Linked DNA regions of Gossypium hirsutum: region 2 is linked to region 1. A link is a contact called in public Hi-C data. All regions are on one chromosome and are shown on one strand. Each heading gives the region's core, a stretch centred on a gene start, on an enhancer-like site or on the middle of the called end of the contact. The rest is flanking DNA. Distances are from core to core; before and after follow the strand shown. Region 1 holds the start of LOC107948958 (probable protein phosphatase 2C 65). Region 2 holds the start of LOC107948972 (probable uridine nucleosidase 2).

Region 1 (3,345 bases), core at 678-3,177:
CGAGGGCGGTGGTTGAGGCCGTGCGAAGGGGTTTTTTGACTCTGGCTTAGGGCACCCGAAGATGGTGCTTTACTTGGCTCGAGAACTCGAGAGAAGAAACCTCCTTTTTCCTTTTGGGAATCGGTCTCAACGACAAAACAGGGGCTCCGACGACCGACAACCGGCTCCGGGTTTCCAGGTAATTCCTCTTTTCTATTTTCTTCTATATATTTGTGTTAAAAAACTGATTTAAGAACAGAAATTAAAATAAAGAAACTGAAAGTAAAAAAACGAGAGAACGAGACTCAACCTTTTTTTGTTTGTTGTTTTTTTTTTTATTGCTTAATCGTGTATTACAATCTTTTTGTGTTTGTGGCTATATAGCCGAATACAAAAATCTATTGTTTGCTACTGTTTTGGCACTGCTTTTACTTTTTCCTTTCTTTGCCATGTTTGCAGGTCCATGGAGGGTCAACGGGGGTGAAAACCGGCCATTTTGGTGGAAGGAAGCAGCCATCGGGCATCGTGCGTGCCGAGGGCGCACATGGGAGGGGGGTACGGCGCAAGGGTGAGCTAGGGTTTTCATTTTCCTAAACATGAGTTTAGGTCTTGGGCTAACGGGCCTAATCTGTAAAGGGGTTAGTGGTTTAGGTTAATGGTTTATAATTGGGTTAAAACTTTTTGTAAGTGGACTGCTTATATTTTGGGTTTTTATTTAAACGGGCCGGGCAAAATTAGGCCCGTACAAAGATAATAACGTTTTTTTTATCTTATAAATTTAAATTGAATAGAATTAAGGGTAAACTATTAAAATAGTCATTTTTGTTTATCTCATGTTATATTTTAGTAATTTATATTTGAAATGTTATATTTTAGTCATTTACGTTAACGTATTGTAACATTTTAGTCATTGAGCCATTAATTGTCGTCAATGGTATAACGGTAAGTTAACGTGGCACGTCAAATTATCATTTCAAACAAAAAATTTAGGTTAAGCAATATAATTGGTCCCTCATTTTTTTTTTAGTAATTTAATTTATTTTTTTTATGTTTTTTAACTTTTTTTCATTATTTTCCATTCTCTTCTATTTCTCCCTTTTTCCTCTCTGTTTTCCACATAATTAATGCAAAGAAATTGGATTTAAAAAATGAGACATCTGCAAAGTTGTATCACTTAAATGATCTAATAATTAATTCAAAGAATTGGGATTTCAAACATAAGACTTCTACAAATTATGTCAAACAATCAACTATAGGTTACTTGTTATGTGTAACATTTAACCATATGATGGATTTAAGTGCTTGGTTGCACGAAAATCAATTGAGACAACTCTTGAAACTGTTATTAGAATACGGAGAAGGGAGAAGGGAGAAGGGAAGATAAAAAAGAAAATTAAAAGAACATAAAAGAGATGGAGAAGCAGAAGAGAATGAAAATAATAATAATAATAATAATAATAATAAAAGAATATAAAAGGAAAAAATAAATTGCGGAAATGAAAAAATCAAATCCAATCATACGAAGACTCCCTACTAACCGAAATTAAATGAAAAAAATAGGAAAAGAGATAGAGTCGAAGCAATTAAGGATAAAAGTGGTTAGGGTTTAACGAAAATAGCTCTTGAATGGAACATTCTAAACCTAGAAAATAGAAATTAAAAGAAAAGAAAAAAACCTGAACAAACAACAAACAGGCATGTCATGTACTCTACTGTGACATTACTGCCTGCATCACCCACTCTCCTCTCATCGTCCCTCTAAATATGCAGCACAAATATGAAAATAACAATCAATAAAATTAAAAATAGCTTACCCTTTTCTTAAAAAAAATAAAAATAATAACAACTGTGATATATATTTAGTAAAAATATTTTTTTTATTTTACAAATTAATTGATGTCATCATGTATGATAATTGTAAATCTTTTTTTTTCCCCAAATTGATGTCCAAAATAATCAATCAATGTATAGATGGACATCGTTACCATTACAAAATAACCAAATATCTCTAATCCCTCTGTGTCCCCTCCACCACCAACTATTTTTCCTTCTCCAATTTGGGGCCTTTGATTTTTACCTCCGGTTCCATAGCCTTGTTTTTTGTGGGTGCTGCACACATTTTTTTTTTGAAATTTTTTTTTAAGGAAAAAGGGGTATATTTCCTTGGATTTACACCCACACCAAACGATGGGTGCCTGCTGTTCTACGCAATTCAAGTACAAAGGTAGACGGTATGAAAAAGAAGGATCAGATGAAAAAGAGGATGAGGGGCACCATCGAGACCACAACATCAACAATGATGACAATAGCGCCAATGTTACCAGGATTGGACATGCGGGGGCTATTGTTAGATTGCAAGGCTCCTCCTCCTTGACCTCAATGTACACTCGCAAGGGCAAGAAGGGGATCAACCAGGACGCTATGACCGTTTGGGAGGTCAGTTCTTCATGGCTTAATGAATCATTTTTAATCTTATGGAATGTGATTAATTGTTGGATTTGGTGATCATCTGCTATGGCTACGTATGTTTTATGCAATAATCGCATGCCTTGTGTTTTTGTTGGTTCCTGTTATGTTAGAATGTTTTGTTCTTTCAATACAGGAGCGAACCCTGAACTTTATGTTAATCAACTTGAAACCGTACATTAAGTGCATTTATCATCTTTTCTTCAATCCCTCAATGTCTAATTTATGCCCTTACCTACTGATCATCCAAAGATTCAGTCTAATTATGTTTTAGTCCTTTTATTATGCTAGAATGTGTTAGCCAAATCATTATTGGATTTTCACATGACCTTGTGTGATCGAATAATAGCAAAAAATTCATATCACCACTTTAATGGTAATACCTACCCGTGTTAATAATTTGGATCTACTAATACCATTTATAAAAGCAAAGTGGCAAATTTATATCAAATCAAAAAAGAGGGATTAAATCTCAAATTTTGACATAGTTGAGGAACTAAAACTGTAATTGGACCCAAAACTTTAGATGCAGATCATCTTTATATCATGATAGTAGGTATGTTTTATTTATTTGGCGCTGCTTGAATTGGTGTTTTAATATTCCAAAAATAATGGAACTAAACAATTGAAAATATGCAGAACTTTACGGGGGAAAAGAATGTGTTCTTCTGCGGTGTATTTGACGGTCACGGTCCATCGGGTCACAAGGTTGCACGCCACGTATGCGATGCCTTGCCATTGAAGCTTTCGACAATGCATCAGCCTCGGCCCAGCGCTAAGAAGGAGGGCGACAAGGACAGCAGTCACAAGCATTGGGAGGCAAGTTTGATTAGAACTTTCCAAGAATTGGATGAAGATCTTAGCATGGAAGATTCCCTTGATAGTTACTGCAGTGGCACC
Region 2 (3,396 bases), core at 290-2,789, 200 kb before region 1:
GATGGATCTAGAAAAATTCACCTACCATAATAATAAAAAAGCCTAACTTGAACAATCCTGTATTAAGAGCTAAATTAGCTAAAAGTATGGGTCATAATTATTATGAGGAATTCGCATAGCCCAATGATCTTTTATATATTTTTCCAGTAGTAATTCTCGATACTATTACTTGTAACGTGGGCTTAGCTGTTCTAAAATCTTTAATGATTGGTGAACCCACTAATCTATCTACAACTCCTTTACACTTCAAATATAGAATTTAAATGGATCAAATAGGAAATGATACTCCGAATCATAGAACTATAATAAAATATACAATCAACTAAAATTTATTAAATTTGAAAAAGAATAAAAAAAATGGTTCGATCCTCTTGTTTTAATTTCTCGCATGGATTAATTTATTAAGAAAAAATAAATTGTGATCTGAATTAGCAATTTAAGGTTTGATTTCGATTTAATATAACTACAGAATATAAAAAGATTTTAAAGCATTGAGTTTTCAACTAGTGATATTAGTGAAGCAATGCTTATTGGCTTCCACTTTGAAACGTCTTTCATATGCTATATTCATAAAACCAATATTTATGCCAATCCAGTTCATAAATAACTTCCATATACGTAGTCATAATCAATACACATTAAGATACTAAACTTCAGATAACCATAGTCGTATACACATGCACAATGACCAAATTTCTTTAGAAACTTTTCGAAAAAAAATAAAAAAAATAAATCTAGATTGATTATTATATACATTATCATATGTTTTTTTCTCTATTACTTAATTAGTAAAGTTCTAAACCCGAGTTTAAATTCAACTTGAGCTTAAACTCAATATTTATTCGAGTTATTTGAGCTTAAAATTCAAGTTTTCTGTGACTCAATTCTTTTTAAAAATCTAGATTTTTCAATAAAAATTAAGGGATTTTATTTGAAAAAACTTAAATTTTCTCTATTTACTAAAAAAACAAAATTAATTCTGAAAGAGGGAGAAAAAAAATTAAAAAGATAATATGATTTTTCCTTGTAAAAGCCCAAGAAAACAAACTAAAGTTAAATTTTTATCCAACTAAAGTTAATTTTAAAAAGGGAAAATAAAAAAGTTAAAAAGATAAAATGATAAAATGATTTTTCTCTATAAAATCCATGGTTTTCTCTTTTATTGAGAAAATTAAAATTAATTCTAAAAAATAAAATAATAAAAGAAATTAAAAAAATAAAATGAGTGATCAAAATGTAAATTTATTAAAGTTGTGTAACTAAAATGAATGTACAATAATATTTAATAATCGATGAGTGATCAAAATAAAAACCATTTTTAATGAAAGTGCCTAAAATGTTAATTTTTTCAGTACAAAACTTATAAGAGTTAAATGATCTACAATGTAGTTTATCCTTCTAAAACTAATTACTAATTTTGGAGATTGATATTGAAAATAGATTAAAATATAGGAATTAATTTCCCATCCAAGTAATGTTCAGAGAATTTGGCGGAAAAAAACAAAACAAAAATATATTTATCATATTATCAATGCCTACGGCTACAAGTTACTATGGATTGGAACCCAACTACCCCCAACTTTACCATGGTTTCAGGCTTAGCACAAATTTCCTAATCTCTTCTTTCCTTTCTCTTTCAATAATTTCAGTCTTCCACGGCCTGAGGTTACCACCTATCAGAGAAGAAAACTCCTAAACGCCAATGGCTTCAGCAGCAGGAGAACCGAAGAAGATCATCATAGACACTGATCCTGGCATTGGTAATCATGACCTATTACTCGATTCGAATTTGATCTTTTGCAATTTAAATTATCTTATCTGTTTATCTTTTTAGATCCCTAAATAGTCGCTCTGAATCTGTTTCTACTGTTGTTATACTGTATCCTTTCTCTCTTATTTTTCGAAAATTTCATAGAAAAGCTAGTAAAGCTCAAATAGGACTTCGCCTGAATAGAGAGTTTCAAACGAATTCTAGGCTACTCGACGTAATCGCAGTTCACATCAACGTTAACATTCTAGCAAATCTAAGCAAGAGATCATGTGTTCAAATATTGGAATTTTTTTACGTAAATCCATTCGATGCTCAGGTTTTTCCTAAGAATCAAGATAAATCGACAATATCTTTCGTTTTTGTTACTTTAAATGTTGCTCGAATGACTTGATGTCTATCTTTGTTCTTTGTGATTCAATCGGATGATGCAGATGATGCCATGGCGATATTTCTGGCTCTGAGGTCTCCTGAAGTGGAGGTCATCGGACTCACCACTATTTATGGCAATGTCTACACTACTTTGGCCACGAGGAATGCCTTACATTTGGTAACATATCGTTCTTTCTACTCTGATTTTTTATTCTTTCATGATTAGTTGGCATTGGTTTGAACTTTGATGTGGATTGCTTTGCTTGGCTGCTTGTCTCCTAGCTAGAGGTTGCAGACAGGACTGATATCCCTGTGGCGGAAGGATCACATGTTACCATCACTGTATGTACAGTTATCCTCAATGTCCCTACTCTCTCCAAATTTTTATCTTTGTCTTATTCACCTTCCATACCTCGCATTCCCCTAAAATTCTTAGTTGATTAATATTTTAGTCGTTAATCCATCAGCCTTGACCTTCTTTCTGTTTGAGTTGAACCTGGAAGCTAAGAGAACATGATATAAAATATTTATACTGTCTTTCCTTCTATTGGCTTGTTTTTTTGGAAATACATATTCCGGTTTAATACTGTCAACTACTATCTTAAACTGTCTATATAAACTATACAGGTCGAAGTTTTAACAGGGCCAATATTATATTGCAAGTGCTACCAATTTATATATTCCACGTTTTTATCTAACTTTTACAAATACTAAATTATCATCTTTAGGTTTCAAATTTTCTTAAACAAATATTGATAAAGAAAATCAAGTTTTAAAATGTTGTTGTTCAAAGGCGTAAGAGCAATTAGATTCATGGCTGGTATTGAAAGTGATTATGTTGTTTCTTTAGCTGTATACGCATAGGACATTAGGCTTTCTGAACTTGAATTTTAGTTTCTGCAGAAATGGATGTGTTATATTTTATGGTATTTTGATTATGGAAGACAGCTTGAATGATGGTGAATCACGAATGTCATTCAACTTTTGGATTTTGGACGCACATAAATGTGTGTATATTTATTAACAATGTTCAGTGACTTCTATGATAGTGTCATTCTAATTAAACTGACGATTAGTTTTGCACCCAGAAAGGTACAAAACTTCGTGTTGCTGATTTTGTCCATGGTGCTGATGGGCTTGGCAATCAAAATTTCCCTCCCCCGGAAGGAAAGCCTATTGACATGTCAGCTACTGATTTCCTTGTTGAGCAAGCAAACCTCTATCCTGGGAAGGTCACTGTGGTGGCATTGGGGCCC

What was found. A called contact is a pair of places that touch in the nucleus more often than the background predicts.
Region 2: a Hi-C map of leaf shows a contact between it and region 1, with 1.8 times the contacts expected there. The contact joins the promoter of LOC107948972 here to the promoter of LOC107948958 in region 1. A contact is called at or near these places in 7 of 34 Hi-C or Micro-C datasets (callus, hypocotyl and leaf).

Annotation. Positions count from the first base shown.
Region 1 is chrA04:78,813,201-78,816,545 of Gossypium_hirsutum_v2.1, reverse strand. It overlaps LOC107948958 (probable protein phosphatase 2C 65), which reads left to right and starts at 1,927. Exons shown (of 4, transcript XM_016883638.2): 1 at 1,927-2,415; 2 at 3,085-3,345. The coding sequence starts at 2,167.
Region 2 is chrA04:79,008,064-79,011,459 of Gossypium_hirsutum_v2.1, reverse strand. LOC107948972 (probable uridine nucleosidase 2) reads left to right here and starts at 1,539. Exons shown (of 8, transcript XM_041111435.1): 1 at 1,539-1,760; 2 at 2,203-2,318; 3 at 2,423-2,482; 4 at 3,229-3,396. The coding sequence starts at 1,703.